Linked DNA regions of Mus musculus: regions 2 and 3 are each linked to region 1. Evidence: chromatin contacts called from public promoter capture Hi-C data. All regions are on one chromosome and are shown on one strand. The core of a region is the stretch at or near the end of the contact, and the rest is flanking DNA. Distances in the headings are between cores, read along the strand shown.

Region 1 (4,611 bases), core at 1,589-4,088:
GAAGGAGACTTTAGGGTCATGAAAGGTTCCTGGCACAGGAATCAACCAGTCTCAGTCAGATGATCTTTGGTATTTGTTTTGTAGGTAGCCATTTACTTAAAAATTAACCAAACAATACAAAACAAAAAACTTCTTTTTAAAAGTTCAAGCTGAACAAGTTAAGTTTTCTGATGTTTGTTAGTAAATTATGTCTAGTTACAACCAGGTCAATACTCTAATTCTGGCTTTTATTCATTGACTTATATATAATAGTAGAAATTATAAATAGAAGAAACAGCCGGGCGGTGGTGGCGCACGCCTTTAATCCCAGCACTCGGGAGGCAGAGGCAGGTGGATTTCCGAGTTCGAGGCCAGCCTGGTCTACAAAGTGAGTTCCAGGACAGCCAGGACTACACAGAGAAACCCTGTCTCAAAAAAAAAAAAAAAAAAAAAAAAAAAAAAAAAAATAAATAAATAAATAAATAGAAGAAACAAAACAACTTCATATTCAGTTCCAAATCCTAATGACTGGGGAAAATGATGAGCTGTGTTTTAAGAGGCATAGAACACTGGGTATAAACTCTAGGAAGAATTACCTAATTGGGGAGGTACTGATAATTTTAAGATGCATTGTGGTGGTTGACATGACGGCAGAGGTAAAGTGCAGTTTACTTCCCAGAAGGAAGAAGACACCTGGAGCAGGGGCATATTGCTTGTCTTGTACTACTCTGAAATCTTCTCCATTACTGATATGCATAAAAAAACCAAAGAGATCCAATCTTAAAAATTACAACAGTACAAGAAACATTTGATGTGGCTATATGAGAAAATGTGGTCCTTTTAAAACTGCCCTTTGTATGGTTGAAGAAAGCAACTTAAAAGGTTTTTTTTTTTATCTGATTGTTAGTTTATAAATGTACCTGTGTACAACATTTTAAAGAACCTTCTGAGAATCAATAGTAAAATTGTGAAAATAGATACATTTTGTATTTTAATATGACTTATTTTTATTTTATTTGTGTGGGGGTTCTGCCTATATGTATGTATGTGCACCACGGACATGCAGTAACGTAGTAGAGGTCAGAGAGGGTATTAGGTCCCCTGAAACTGGAGTTACAGATACTCCTGAGCTGTCATGTGGGAGTTGGAAATCAAACCCTGGTCCTCTAGTAGAGCAGTCAGTGTTCTTAACCACTGAACCATTCTCCAGCTCCCAATACATTTTGCATTCTAATGTAAACGACTAGCATTTTAAAAATCCTAAGAGCTGATTAACCAACATTTCATCTTTAAATTTTCATGTACTGCATACATTTTCAGTGGACTGAAGAACTGCCCTTCAACTAGCTGAGACTGTACATCTATAAAAAAAAAAAACAAAACAACAACAACAAAAAAACAAACCTGAAGGTTACTCAGAAAACAACACTATTACCATTTTCATCCCAGATCTGTCTCAACTGGTTGTAAAATTTCTTCTGAAAGACTTAATTGTATTTGGGTCAAGGGTAAAATGAGTAGCTGGGTATTAAACTATTTTTAATTTGAAAATAAAAACAACAATAAATAAATACAACAATATTATATACCAATTCATTTGTCTTCATATGTAAGAAAGATTACCAGGAGAAAACCAAGAAGTGGGCTATGTATTTCATGTTCTTGTTTTGCCAGTTAAATTCAGTTCACTTTATTTTGCCCATATTTTATAACCATATCACTAAGTCATGTACATAAAATCAGGCAACAGGGCTGCTTGCCTGGTACCACTTAGTAGTCATTTTATTTTCACAGCACAAAGCATCCTTGAACTTTATCTCCGATGTTCCCAAGATATAGGTCTGGAGTTACTGCCAGTAGAATCAGAAGGGTGACCCCGCATCCAAAGAGTCTTAAGATGGAAACCCGGTATGTCAGAGGGGCCTGGGCTGACTCTCTCTATACTATTGAGGGTCTTCCACCAGCATGCCAGTCAGAGCTTTTGGTGCCCAATAAGGCCTTTTCATCAGGACAACTACCCTACAGGTGATACCCACCCCAGAGCAAAGTATTGTTGGGGAAACATAGACACCTAAATGATTTGACCTCTGTATTTTCAAGAACTCAACAACCATGCTTCTGGGTGAACCTTATAAAATGAATGGATTCATCTCTCCTTGAACGTGAGTGAAGCCTGGTGTTCATCGCTGGCATCGCTTCTTCTAACCTTGATGACTTCATGTTCTTCACCCTTACACTTCTTCAAATCCATGAGTCATGCTCTGTTTATGTTGTCTCAGAACCAATTCTAGCACAGATCCAAACATAAGGACACCAGTCAGAAGGAGGAGTTGGGGCAGAGAAGGCAGGCCAGTCGTGGGTGCCAGGCAAAGGTCAAAATGCAAGCACAGGACATTTCAGCCCGGGCTACAAATCTCGTGACGCCTGGCACTTTTCCAACTCCAGACTCCTGATTCCATTGCTCTGGAAACAGCTGGATTTTCTTCCTCTGTGTTTGTTTTGGGCATCAAACAAGAAACTTGAAGGGGAGGGAAGACGACATTTGTTAGAGCATTCTTTGAATTAACAAATTACCTTTAATATCAATCCTCAAAAATAAAAACCCGACTACATGATTTTTGCGTTTCGATGGAGTGGTTTAGGAAAAGCTTGGGTGAAAAGAAGATACACAAATAAACAAAGCTTCTGTCCACCCGGATCCAGCAGGTCCTTAGCGCCGGGGGCGGAGCGGGGGTGGGGCGTCGTGATGTCACAGCACCGCCCTGGTGTTTTTGTGTTTCCAGCTCTTGGGAAAAGCCACCCTATTTCTTTACCTGGTGGTCCTTTACCTTCAGGCCGCGAGATCTCCAGGTCCTTCTCTGGACGTTTAGCCACGTAGTGCGGCGACTGGCGCGTGGGAGCTGACGCGGGTGGAGCGATTGTGATAAGGCTGACATTGACTGGGGGTGGCCAGACGCGAGACGCAGTCATCAGCGCGCGCAGCAGGCCCCGTCCGGGGAGCCCCTACATCCTGAGGTCCATCATGAAGTTCCAGTATAAGGAGGACCACCCCTTCGAGTATCGGAAAAAGGAAGGTGAAAAGATTAGGAAGAAATACCCGGACCGGGTGCCGGTGAGTGGGGGCGGGGAGGGAGAAGGCAAGCTTGAGGAGTTTGGGAGCTGGTTGCCCTGGAGCTACCGAGGTAGCCTGGCGATGGCGGGTGGCCCTGGCACAGGAGGGTCATCGGAATCAAGTATTCTTGACCGGCTTTGACAAGCTTGTATCCCCAGGGCCTGTAGCCACTTTTGGCATCTCGAAAGCGCAGCGTGCGCGTGGTGGGTGAGTCAGCAGGATTCAGCACCCATGGAGGTTGGGATGTGCGCGTGGCGAGGCCTGTGTGTGCGGGGGCGACTGGTTGGGGGCCGCAGATAGGATATGCTATAGAAAAACGCGTCCCAACCCTGTAGCAGCAGGTGAGATGAGCCTTGTGCCCATCCATGTCTGCTCAATTGGTTCTCCATGAAAACGAGTCTCCTTCCCATTTCCTTGAGCGTAGGAGGAAAAACTCGAGAAGCCCCTAGATTCTGACCTGCGTTTTTTTTTTTTTTTTTTTTTTAGAATTGGGGGTGGGGTGGGGTGAGGGGCTTCACCAGGCGGGCCCTCAAACAAGGTCATGCCTGCCTCCACCTCATTATTGTCTCCTGGGCCATGTGTGGAAAAAGAAGGTCCGTGCTCTGCACTGTGATAGGTGGGTGGGCTCTTGGATCTCAAGAACCAGTACTGAGAACCGTTTCCTCCATTAATTATACCCCGATTTAAGCAGCTAATACCTAGTTCATGCAGTGGGGAGAAAAATACTAAGGGAGTCTTCAGCATCCGGGTGTTTTCCACTTTACCCCCTCCCCCGCCCACTTGCCTTTTTTTTTTTCCTCCTCTTTTGAAGGCTGCGCAGCAGAATTGGAAGCAAAGGATGACATCGCTTTTAAATATGGTGGATAGAGGACCAGGGACTTTAAAAAATCGTTCTCTTTATTTGTACAGGCAATGATGTTATATTAGGTTGGCGTTCCTCTAACTTTGAAGGGTAAAAGAGCTGTGCTAACCTGATAATTTTTTTTTTTGATGCATAAGTAATAGGGGGGAGGGACTTCTTCCTTATTCTTTATCTCAGCCAGGGCTACCAGAAGAAACGGAGGTCCAGCAAGAGAAAGCCCTCAGCCCCATTTTCTACCCTCAGCCCCATTTTCTACCCTCAGCCCCATTTTCTATGAGGAAGAAGAGAGCTAACTATTCCACCATTCTCCAGAAATTACATATACATGGCTCTTCCAGAACGGCTGGGCACACTCCAGTCATGCCTTCCTACTACACAGTCCTTCACATGTTATTTCCTTGAGCTCAGGACTGTGGAGGATTGCTTTCAAAATTTCTCTCAGTTTGTCAGCCCCACTTAATATTTTAAAATTACACATGGACCACACAGCTGGCAGCACTCTGAATGCCTTGTCTGTGTACTCACCGACTCTCGTCACAGCATTAAAATCCCTGTGCTAGAGACATGCTCTGAAGCACAGGGCAGTGAAGTCACCACCCACAGGTTTGACATTGCTGACTGGTGGAGGAGAATTCCAGCCCTGGCTGTCATGCTTCAG
Region 2 (4,424 bases), core at 1,871-4,370, 3.6 Mb after region 1:
CTACACTCTAACTACTGATCTGTCTGTACTTATGGGTATTTGGACTGTTTATTTTTCAGTTACTGTGAGACAACTGTAAGAATGTTGTTTGATACATTCCCATTATCCTCTCAGGATAGTAAAACCGAGACATTAAATATGGTATTCATGTTTTCCTCCAGGCAATGAAAGATTCAACACTTATTTTTTTAAAAATACCCCTTTGACCTTGCTGTAGTTAGGACATTAAATGAATCCCCAAATGGCTTGCAATGAATGTTTGGTATTGGATGTAGCAATAGTGAGGCTTTGAGGTGATAGGAGTAAGCAACACACTGATACTCTGTTTCTTTTTATTTATTTATTTTTAAAAACTAAAACCAAACCCTGCTCTCTTAGAACCTTTTTACAAGTAGATTTAGAAATTTATTTGCTTTTATTTCTTTCTACACAATAGTTTTGCTAGCTAACCAAGGATTTCTCTCATGCCAAGTACCATGCAATTTTCCATTGCATCATTAGTGAAGCATGACTCAAATTGCTCATCCCCAGAATGAATAAGTGACCAAAAGGGCAGAAGGATGTTACTCTTTCCAAAAATATAACAGGGTGCTAGACATTTACTATGAAGCAAATGTTATTTACAAAAAAATTGATTTTATAGTATAGTCCCATAAATTGCCTAGTGCTGTTACAGCATCTAATTACTTGCATCCACTTGAAAACGTTTTCCTTTCAAAGGATTTGACTAAACAGCTGCAGAAATTTCCACTAAATATCAAACTGTTTCTGTATATAACATAGTCATGCTATATACAAATGATTAGTATAGAGGTATTCAGACACCTCATATTTTTTTTTCCTGGTCTATGGTCTTCAATCACTAGAACCCAACCCTTTCAATCTGAATGGATTTCTTTCCTAGTGGATTTAATTAGTAAATTCTTAAATAAATAATTAGGAATATGGTTCTACACAGAACCATTGTGGCTCACCTTAAACATTCTCAAATGATTATCCAGCTAAACAAACCATTTTAAAGCAAGCTTTAGGAAGAATCAAAGTTAAGGAAACAAAAGATTGGGTAAAATCAAGAGAATTACCATCTAGAGAAATTATTTTCATCATCTGCTACATTTGATCAGTTGTTGACATGCACCTACCTGGCAGCAGGTGTGAAATAGGCTATCAAGGATCAAGTTCAAGGGATAGAAGGCAAACCACAGCCCTCTTAAGTGTCTGATTCCAATCTCTCTTGAGAAAAAAGTGGGATTGGGAGCTTTTTAAAGACTCTTCTTTATCATTTTCTACAGGAGTAAATCTTCACTATGGCCACTTAACTAGTTAGTGCATGGCTGCTATATTCCCCACTCCCTGAAAGTAAAAGGCAGTTCTTTTCATGGAATTAACAAGGGCAAGAACCAGTGGAAGCTAGGGATGGGTCAGGTGGTGTAAGCATGTGAGTTGACTGATTCTGTGCTATTTTAAGTGGGAGATCCAGGCTCTTACTAACTTACGTCAATGTTGACCAGCTCCATGGATTCCGATTTCATAATAAATTATTCCTGTGCAGAAAAACTATGTACATTGTGTTTCTGAGTTGGTCACTCATCCTAAAATACTCTTTTTTTCTCTATTCTTTGGTTAGGGGAATCGTTTCTCTACTGGTTTAGCATTGATACAATAGCAGAAAAGAAGCATAAATGGGCACTCTTCTTCAAGTTTTCCAACTTCCACAATGTCTTGTTATTTGCACCAGCCCTATATGTAGTTTGCTGAGAAACAGAAATGCTCTATGTATAAACAGATGACTTGACTACTCCATGGCATGGGAAGATTTTATTGAGGATTTAAGTGAATAGCCAGTGGCAACTGGAAGTGTTTAGAGCAAAGAGAAAAAGTAGAATAAACATGGCCAGCAGACTGGATTATGGCCAGGGCTATCTGTGAGAGAGGGGAGAATAACTGGATAGAGAATAGAGAAAGCGAGGTGAGACTAACATTGGTTACAGAAGAGTAGCTAGACTGAGGGAAGTGCCAGCAGATGGGCATCATGGCTTGGGAATACATAACTGAGTGGGGACTGAAGAAGCCTGGAGGCAAGGGATCTTGATATGACTAGACAGGGGCCAAAGGTATATGTTAACAAGAGAACCACAGTCCCTTTTGCCAGAGGTAAGGGAAATAGATGCTCCTTTAGGCAGATAGGAACACAGTACACAAGTTCTTAAAGGAATGCTGCCTTTTATCTAACCAGAAATCCTCCTGCAGTGCAAAGTGGAGTTCACTTTCGGATAGACTGTCCTTTGAAGTTTGGGAAATTGAAGTGTCCTTTCAAGCTGACACTCTCAGAGCATGGGGATTCTTCAACTATATAACACATACACGCAAGTCAGTGTCAGATATGAGAAAATCTAACAATGACATTTAAAAGTATACTGTATTCTGAAAGTCCTGCTCAGAAACTAACATACATGCATAATATGTAAATGAGGCTAAACTGGGGCATTACTGAAACAAACAAAAACAATGGAAGTGCATTACATAAATGCCAGAAATAAAATGTGAATAATGGAGACTGGTATTTCTATAGGGTACCAAAAAACATGAACATAAAAATTAGTATCTTGGTCCTTAAGAGTCTACCTTAGGTTTCTCACTAATCCAATTGCATGCAAAAAGCTGGAATCTATACCTAATCTTAACTTTCAATGGGTTTATATTAAGTAGAAACACATCTCTTTGCCTCTCTCTCCATATATATGTTCATACACATGCCCTCCACAAAAGTGGGTAATTTTTTTTTTTTTTTTTGATTTGTCACTTGCAATATAAATAGTCCTAATACACAGGTAAACGCATAACCTAATACGGTGACGTTTTCAGTTATGGTGTGTTACAAATGCAGACTCTATGCCCGTATACACTTACATAAGGTGATAGATCACTTTGTCCTACTGTCTCAGTGAATGTTACATGAATATTGAGCAGACACAGTTATTTTCCTCGACCTTTGATCCTTGCAAAATGTGTACTAAATGTTGGCTAAATTACATCAGCTCACGGAGCTCTGCCCTTTAAAGGGACAGCGGCACGGAGATCCCCTGTCCCTAGCAGTTACATAACTGCCAGCAGCCAACCTTCCTCGGGAAGCTGACAGGAAGAGGCGGAGCCCACGCCGCCCCGCGCCACCCGGAGGGAGCGGCGGCCGCTGGCAGTGGGGGCGAAAGCGGCGGCCGCTTCGTCCCGGCCACGGCTCATCTGGCTCGGGAACTGCACGGAGCTTCGGAGACCCTCGGCCTGGTGGGACAACGCCATGGGTCCCGCCGACGCCCCGTCCGCCCTAGCGCTCAGGGCAGTGGGCCCTGCGGCCGCCACCCCGTATGGTGTCTTCTGCAAGGGGCTGTCCCGCACCCTGCTCGCCTTCTTCGAGCTGGCCTGGCAGCTGCGCATGAACTTCCCGTACTTCTACATCGCGGGCTCCGTGATCCTCAACATCCGCCTGCAGGTACACATTTAGAGCCTTGTCTGCGTTGCCCCGCCACCCGGGACCGCAAGATGGCCGCTTCCCAGGTCGCCCCGCGGCACCTTCAAGAAGCGCGAGAAGAACGTGCAATCTTGCGAGAGCTGGCTTGCGCACAGGCAGTCGGCTCCCAACCTCTCCTATCAGGGATTTGGAGGTGGGAAAGCTAGCTGGGTTAAGCAAGGATGTTGTTCCAGCATCAGAGGAGCTATCCAAGGAAGTATCCAAGGAACCACTCATCTGTAAATTCCTGGCAAGTCTTAGGATATGACAAAGGGCACAAGATGCATTATGAGAAAGGAAGGCTGAGATTTTCAAGAACACAGATTTACACCAAACTTACGTTCTGAATTAATCTTTGAGAATACTGGACTGTAAGCTAGACATTGAATAAGAAGCCTGTTATGTCAAGAATGTGACTTAAAAAGCATTGCATCTCTCTTCCTCCCACAAGAGGATATATTGAATCTGGGTCAAAGTCAGACTACAGGAAAATATACTCCCCAAATATGCCAGCAAGATTTTGAAAAAAAATAGTGGGACTATGTGAAGATGTTCCTTTCAAAGAGACGTTGGTTCCAAAGGAAAGAAAGTCCAATTGCCTCACAGGAATTGACTATTCCCTGGTAGTAATGCAAATAGACCAGATGTGGCTTTCTACTTTAAAGAGAATGAGAATGCTTAATTTTAGTTACAGAGTAAAATGCAGATGTTACAAACTTTTTTTTTTTTTTTTTTTGAGGAAATACATTTGACAAGTGGAGGGACAAGAAACTAAATGGAATGGTGATGCCCTTTGTGGAGTGAGAGCGTAAAACGTGTAATTTGTGAACAGAAAGGAGATTTCGTTGATTATGGACAGCCATGTTTCTAACTGCTAAATGGAGGTGGAAACCACATGACCTAAATAGTAAATGTCCAA
Region 3 (4,132 bases), core at 611-3,110, 4.5 Mb after region 1:
TAGACTAGAACACATGAGGTCTAGGTTCAATCTCCAGGGCTGTAAACAAAGAAATGGATGTTTAAGCACCCGCTGCCCCTTAAAAGGGGCATAGTGCATAGTGGCCCGGGTTCGGGAGAATTTTTTTGCTTCAAGTCAAGGCCAACTTGGACTACAAACTTAAGAAAATTTAAAAACCAACTGGCTGGGTGTGGTGGTTCACGCCTTTAATCTCAGCACTGGGAGGCAGATAGACCAGGCTTCAAGGCTAGTCTCATCCACATTGTCAGACCCTGTCTCAAAACAAACACAACCACAGGAACACAACGAAAATTCCCAGTAAGAAACAACAGCAAAAAAGCTTCAAGAACACGGGAGCAAAGGTAGGTACTCGTGAGAGATAAGAATGGGTAAATGCAGTCCGGTTGGGACCTAGCATAAACAAGACTAAGTTCTTTTGGTGAATATGGCTACTAGATGACAAAACGGGTTGTGGTACCTTGGAGGTTCCCTCCAAGAACATTACTGTTATCAGCAACGGGGTGCGTTCCCAGCCTGACTCTTGGAAAATTTCATTTAGAGTGTCCTAATATGAGTATGTATGAACAGAAGTTCTGTTTATGAAAGTCTGAGCACGTTTTTACGACGCTGAAAAGTGTGCAGGAAATAAATAAATACATAAGAAAGATCAGAGGCAGAACTAGTTCCAGGCCAGCCTGAAAGAGTTCCAGGACAGTCAGGGTTACATTGAGAGATTTTACTTCAAAACAATACTGCTTCCTCCCACCCCCACGCCTCCTTCCCAAGAAACTACAGAGGTGGGAATACAGAGGTGAGTCTGGGAAACCCTCAGCAGGGAAGATGAGTATAATGCATTCATACACGCATACATTTGTGTTTATTTTACCGTCAAAGCACAAAATGGAAGTGCATCAAGCTCTTCGTTATATATCCACATATTAAACCTGTATAGACTAGAGGGTTAGAATTTAAACACCATCTTCTGCGGTGGGCATTTTAAGAGATTATAAATAGCAATAAAAATAGAGTGATCGGAACGCTGGTGCTCAAGGCTAGCGCCTCAGCCCCAGGATTCTGGCAGCCCCTCCTCTGCAGGACCCCGGGCTGTCCCCTCCGCCAATGACCGAGCCCGAGGAGCGGCCCAGGGGAGGGCTAAGATCTGCTGGAACGCGCCCTGTCAACTTTGTAGTCCAGTCACCTACGTCGGTTGGTAGCGGCCGCTGTGGCTTTAAATGGCCGGGGGATTTCGAATCGGGGAAGGCGGGAGGTCAGGCCGTGGGGCGCCCCCGTCGCGGGGAGCACCCCCGCTCGCCGCGTCCCTGCGCCGGAGCGCGACCGCGCGGCTTTGTCTCCAGCGTCGCGCCCTGCACTTCCCCGTGCGCAGCCTGTAACCCGAGCTCCCATTTCCTGGTGGATTCTCTTAAAGCGGCCGCGGTCGCCGCGCAGAACAAAGGCCATTGTCTCGCTTCCTCCTGCGGCGCCGCGTCCTTCCCGGAAAGCCCCTTCCTAGACTGCGGTCCCCAGGCTGCATTTGCGCCTCTGGGAGTGCACAGAAAAGCCCCTACTGTGCGTGGCCCAGGTCCTCCTGAGGCGCAGCCAGGGGAGTCGGGAGAGAGATGAACCAGGCTTGCTGGTCCTTGGGCCACGCTGCAAGGTTCCCCAAAGGCGTCCTCCGCCTCGGGGCGGCCCAGTGGGCATCCCGCGCCCCTCCCCCGCACGCCTTTTGATTTCTCCGCGGCCCGCGGTAACCCGAGCTTTTATTTCCTGGTGGCTCCTTTAAGAGGCAGAGCCGGGTGCTGGGAATTCACGTCAGTTTCTGCCCTGAAACTCTCAAGATCAATGAGCAGAGAGCTTTCTCAGTTCTGCCTTTCAGTTTCTCTCTTCCAGGAAGGAAAACATTCGAGAAAGAGAGAGGGAGGGAGGGAGCGAGGGAGCGAGAGAGCGAGCGAGCGAGCGCCGCGGGAGGGCGGGCGCGCCGGCCGCGGGTGGGAGGAGACACGCCAGGCCGGCCTGCTGCGCCCGGGTCGCCGCGCCGCGACCCGCACACCCCACGCCGTGCTCGCCGGCTCCTACGCCCCCGCACCTCGCGCCCAATCCGCGCGTTGAGAAGAGCCCCCCCTCCCCCTCGGGCGGCCGCCGCCAGCGATGCTGCAAGAAACTTCTTAAACGACCGCATCCCGCTGCCCCGCCGAGCGTTTCTGGGTTGGGGAGAGGAAAGGAAAGTGGAAAAAAACTGAGAACTTCCTGATCCCTTTCGCTGTGAGACATGTCTGAGACTCCTGCTCAGTCTAGCATTAAGGTAACGATCGGATTCCCCTCCTTCCTCCGCTGGGCGATCGGAACCCCCTTACCCCGGGGCTGCTGGTGCAGTTGCTAGGCTGGCGGGGAATTATTTGGGGCGCGAGGGAAAAGGAGATGCAGCTCGCGGCCGCGCTGTACCCTTTAGTGTAACCTTGCTGCACCCCTCTCCGCCGAGATCCTCTTGGGCTCCTGCCTCCCCCCCCCACTCCCTTTCTTTCTTTCCTTTTTTTAATAGTATAGAATAGAGTTTATTTAGGGCAAGGGGAGGGGAGTCAAGAGGGTAGTTGTGGCAGAAAAAAGCAGAGAGAGGGAGAGAGTAGAGAAGTAGAGGCAGGCCATGAACACGTGGAGAGAGAGGGAAGGGAATAGGGAAGGTAGGGGGAAGGTAATAGCCCAAGAGGACAAGAGAGAAAGAGAGCCCCACTCCCTTTCTTTTTGACAATGTAATGCCGCTCTCAATTGGTAGGAGGAACCCGGGTTGTCTTCAGATCTGTAGAGCACCTCCGTAATTAGTGCGCTTAAAAATAAGAAAGGAAAAAGAAAAACCCTTTCTCTTTATTCCTACGCATAACGTGAGACTGAATTGTAACTTTTGTTCCCAAGGGGTGGTCTCTAGGGAAAAAGTTCTAGGGGCTCCACTAGGATGCTCTCTCTCTCTCTCTCTCTCTCTCTCTCTCTCTCTCTCTTTACGCCCCTCCTCCCCCCCCCCCCCCCGTTCTATCACACAAGAATTTTACCCTCTCTTCTCTTCTGATTGTGATTGCAAGTCCTAAGACAGTCTTGGTGTCAGCTTTTCCTGGGCATTGCACAATGAAAAAAAAAATTAAACCAAGGTGAATAAAGTTGCTGAATAGTTGTTTTACGCTAGTGCATATGAAAGTTGAGCAATCTGAAAGTAGAAAACTCCTGTGATGAAGGGTGGAAAAGAAGTAGCTAAGCAAAATGACCTTCTCTGACAGTCCAAGCTGGTGTGGAAAAGCTGCAGTCTTGGAGCTCCCTGACCTGCTCTAAGTTCAAGAGGGATATTTGCAAACAGCCTTTGCCTCCAGGTAGTCGCATGTGCATGTATATACACAGTCTGTCTATATAGGCTGAGGTGCTGTAGTTAGTTGCTTTTAAAAAGTTGTTGTGAAGTTTGCCACCATTGGGAGGCAGGATGGTTTGACTGTCTACCTCAGTTATTTTTCCCATGCTGCGTTTATTTCAAGGTTCTGCCAGTCACCAGGAGGCAAGCTGTTCTGCTCAATGGGCAGGGCTGAAGTTTCTCAAGTTTTCTAATGGTTTGGCCTATTTAATATGTGCCCCTTGCATGGATGTTGGGGAAACAATGGGCAACTAGCCTGTTTTCTTCTCTGGGGCGGTGACAGCGGTTCATCTAGGATCTATGGGAGGGAAAGGTATTTTGTCACTGCCTTAACTAGTTTTTCATAATTAGAATCAGACCTTGGTGTTTCTTATCAGGAATGACGGTCATGGGTTCGAAGTCAGGCTGCCGAGGACTTCGAAGGTGCATTGGTGTCTCTGTTTTGTGCCTCACAGGAGAGCCCAGAAGAACTTTTTGGTCTTTTGTGTTGGTGAATATCTGGGGTAGGCTTTGGAGCAGCGGGGAGTGCTTCCCTGAAGAATTTAGGATACTGAGATACTTTTTCCTTTGCAATATAAATTAGATTCTTCATCGAGTTCAGGGGGAAAAAAGTCTTGTCCTATAGATAATCTGATTTACTTCACACTTCATAACAAAAACAGAGGCAACTGAATAATAGGGTATTAGAATGGTGAACTGTATTTGGCTCCATGGCAGTAAACCTGACAGCAGACAAATCTGGACCAG

The links. Promoter capture Hi-C pulls out the DNA fragments that hold promoters and counts their contacts.
Region 2: a contact with region 1 is called in a promoter capture Hi-C map of liver, with 2.0 times the contacts expected there. The contact joins the promoter of Smim10l1 here to the promoter of 1700101I11Rik in region 1. A contact is called at or near these places in 4 of 39 promoter capture datasets (cranial neural crest, frontonasal cranial neural crest, liver and 1 more).
Region 3: a contact with region 1 is called in a promoter capture Hi-C map of cranial neural crest. The contact joins the promoter of Etv6 here to the promoter of 1700101I11Rik in region 1. A contact is called at or near these places in 2 of 39 promoter capture datasets (cranial neural crest and liver) and 1 of 484 Hi-C or Micro-C datasets (rod photoreceptor).

The regions. Positions count from the first base shown.
Region 1 is chr6:129,530,446-129,535,056 of GRCm38.p6, forward strand. 1700101I11Rik (RIKEN cDNA 1700101I11 gene) reads right to left here and starts at 2,839. Exons shown (of 2, transcript NR_045270.2): 1 at 2,793-2,839; 2 at 1,502-2,497. Gabarapl1 (gamma-aminobutyric acid (GABA) A receptor-associated protein-like 1) reads left to right here and starts at 2,747. Exons shown (of 4, transcript NM_020590.4): 1 at 2,747-3,091. The coding sequence starts at 3,002.
Region 2 is chr6:133,102,119-133,106,542 of GRCm38.p6, forward strand. It overlaps Smim10l1 (small integral membrane protein 10 like 1), which reads left to right and starts at 3,121. Exons shown (of 3, transcript NM_001271583.1): 1 at 3,121-3,487. The coding sequence starts at 3,296.
Region 3 is chr6:134,033,840-134,037,971 of GRCm38.p6, forward strand. Etv6 (ets variant 6) reads left to right here and starts at 1,861. Exons shown (of 8, transcript NM_007961.4): 1 at 1,861-2,299. The coding sequence starts at 2,267. Gm46977 reads right to left here and starts at 1,473. Exons shown (of 4, transcript XR_001785383.2): 1 at 1,203-1,473.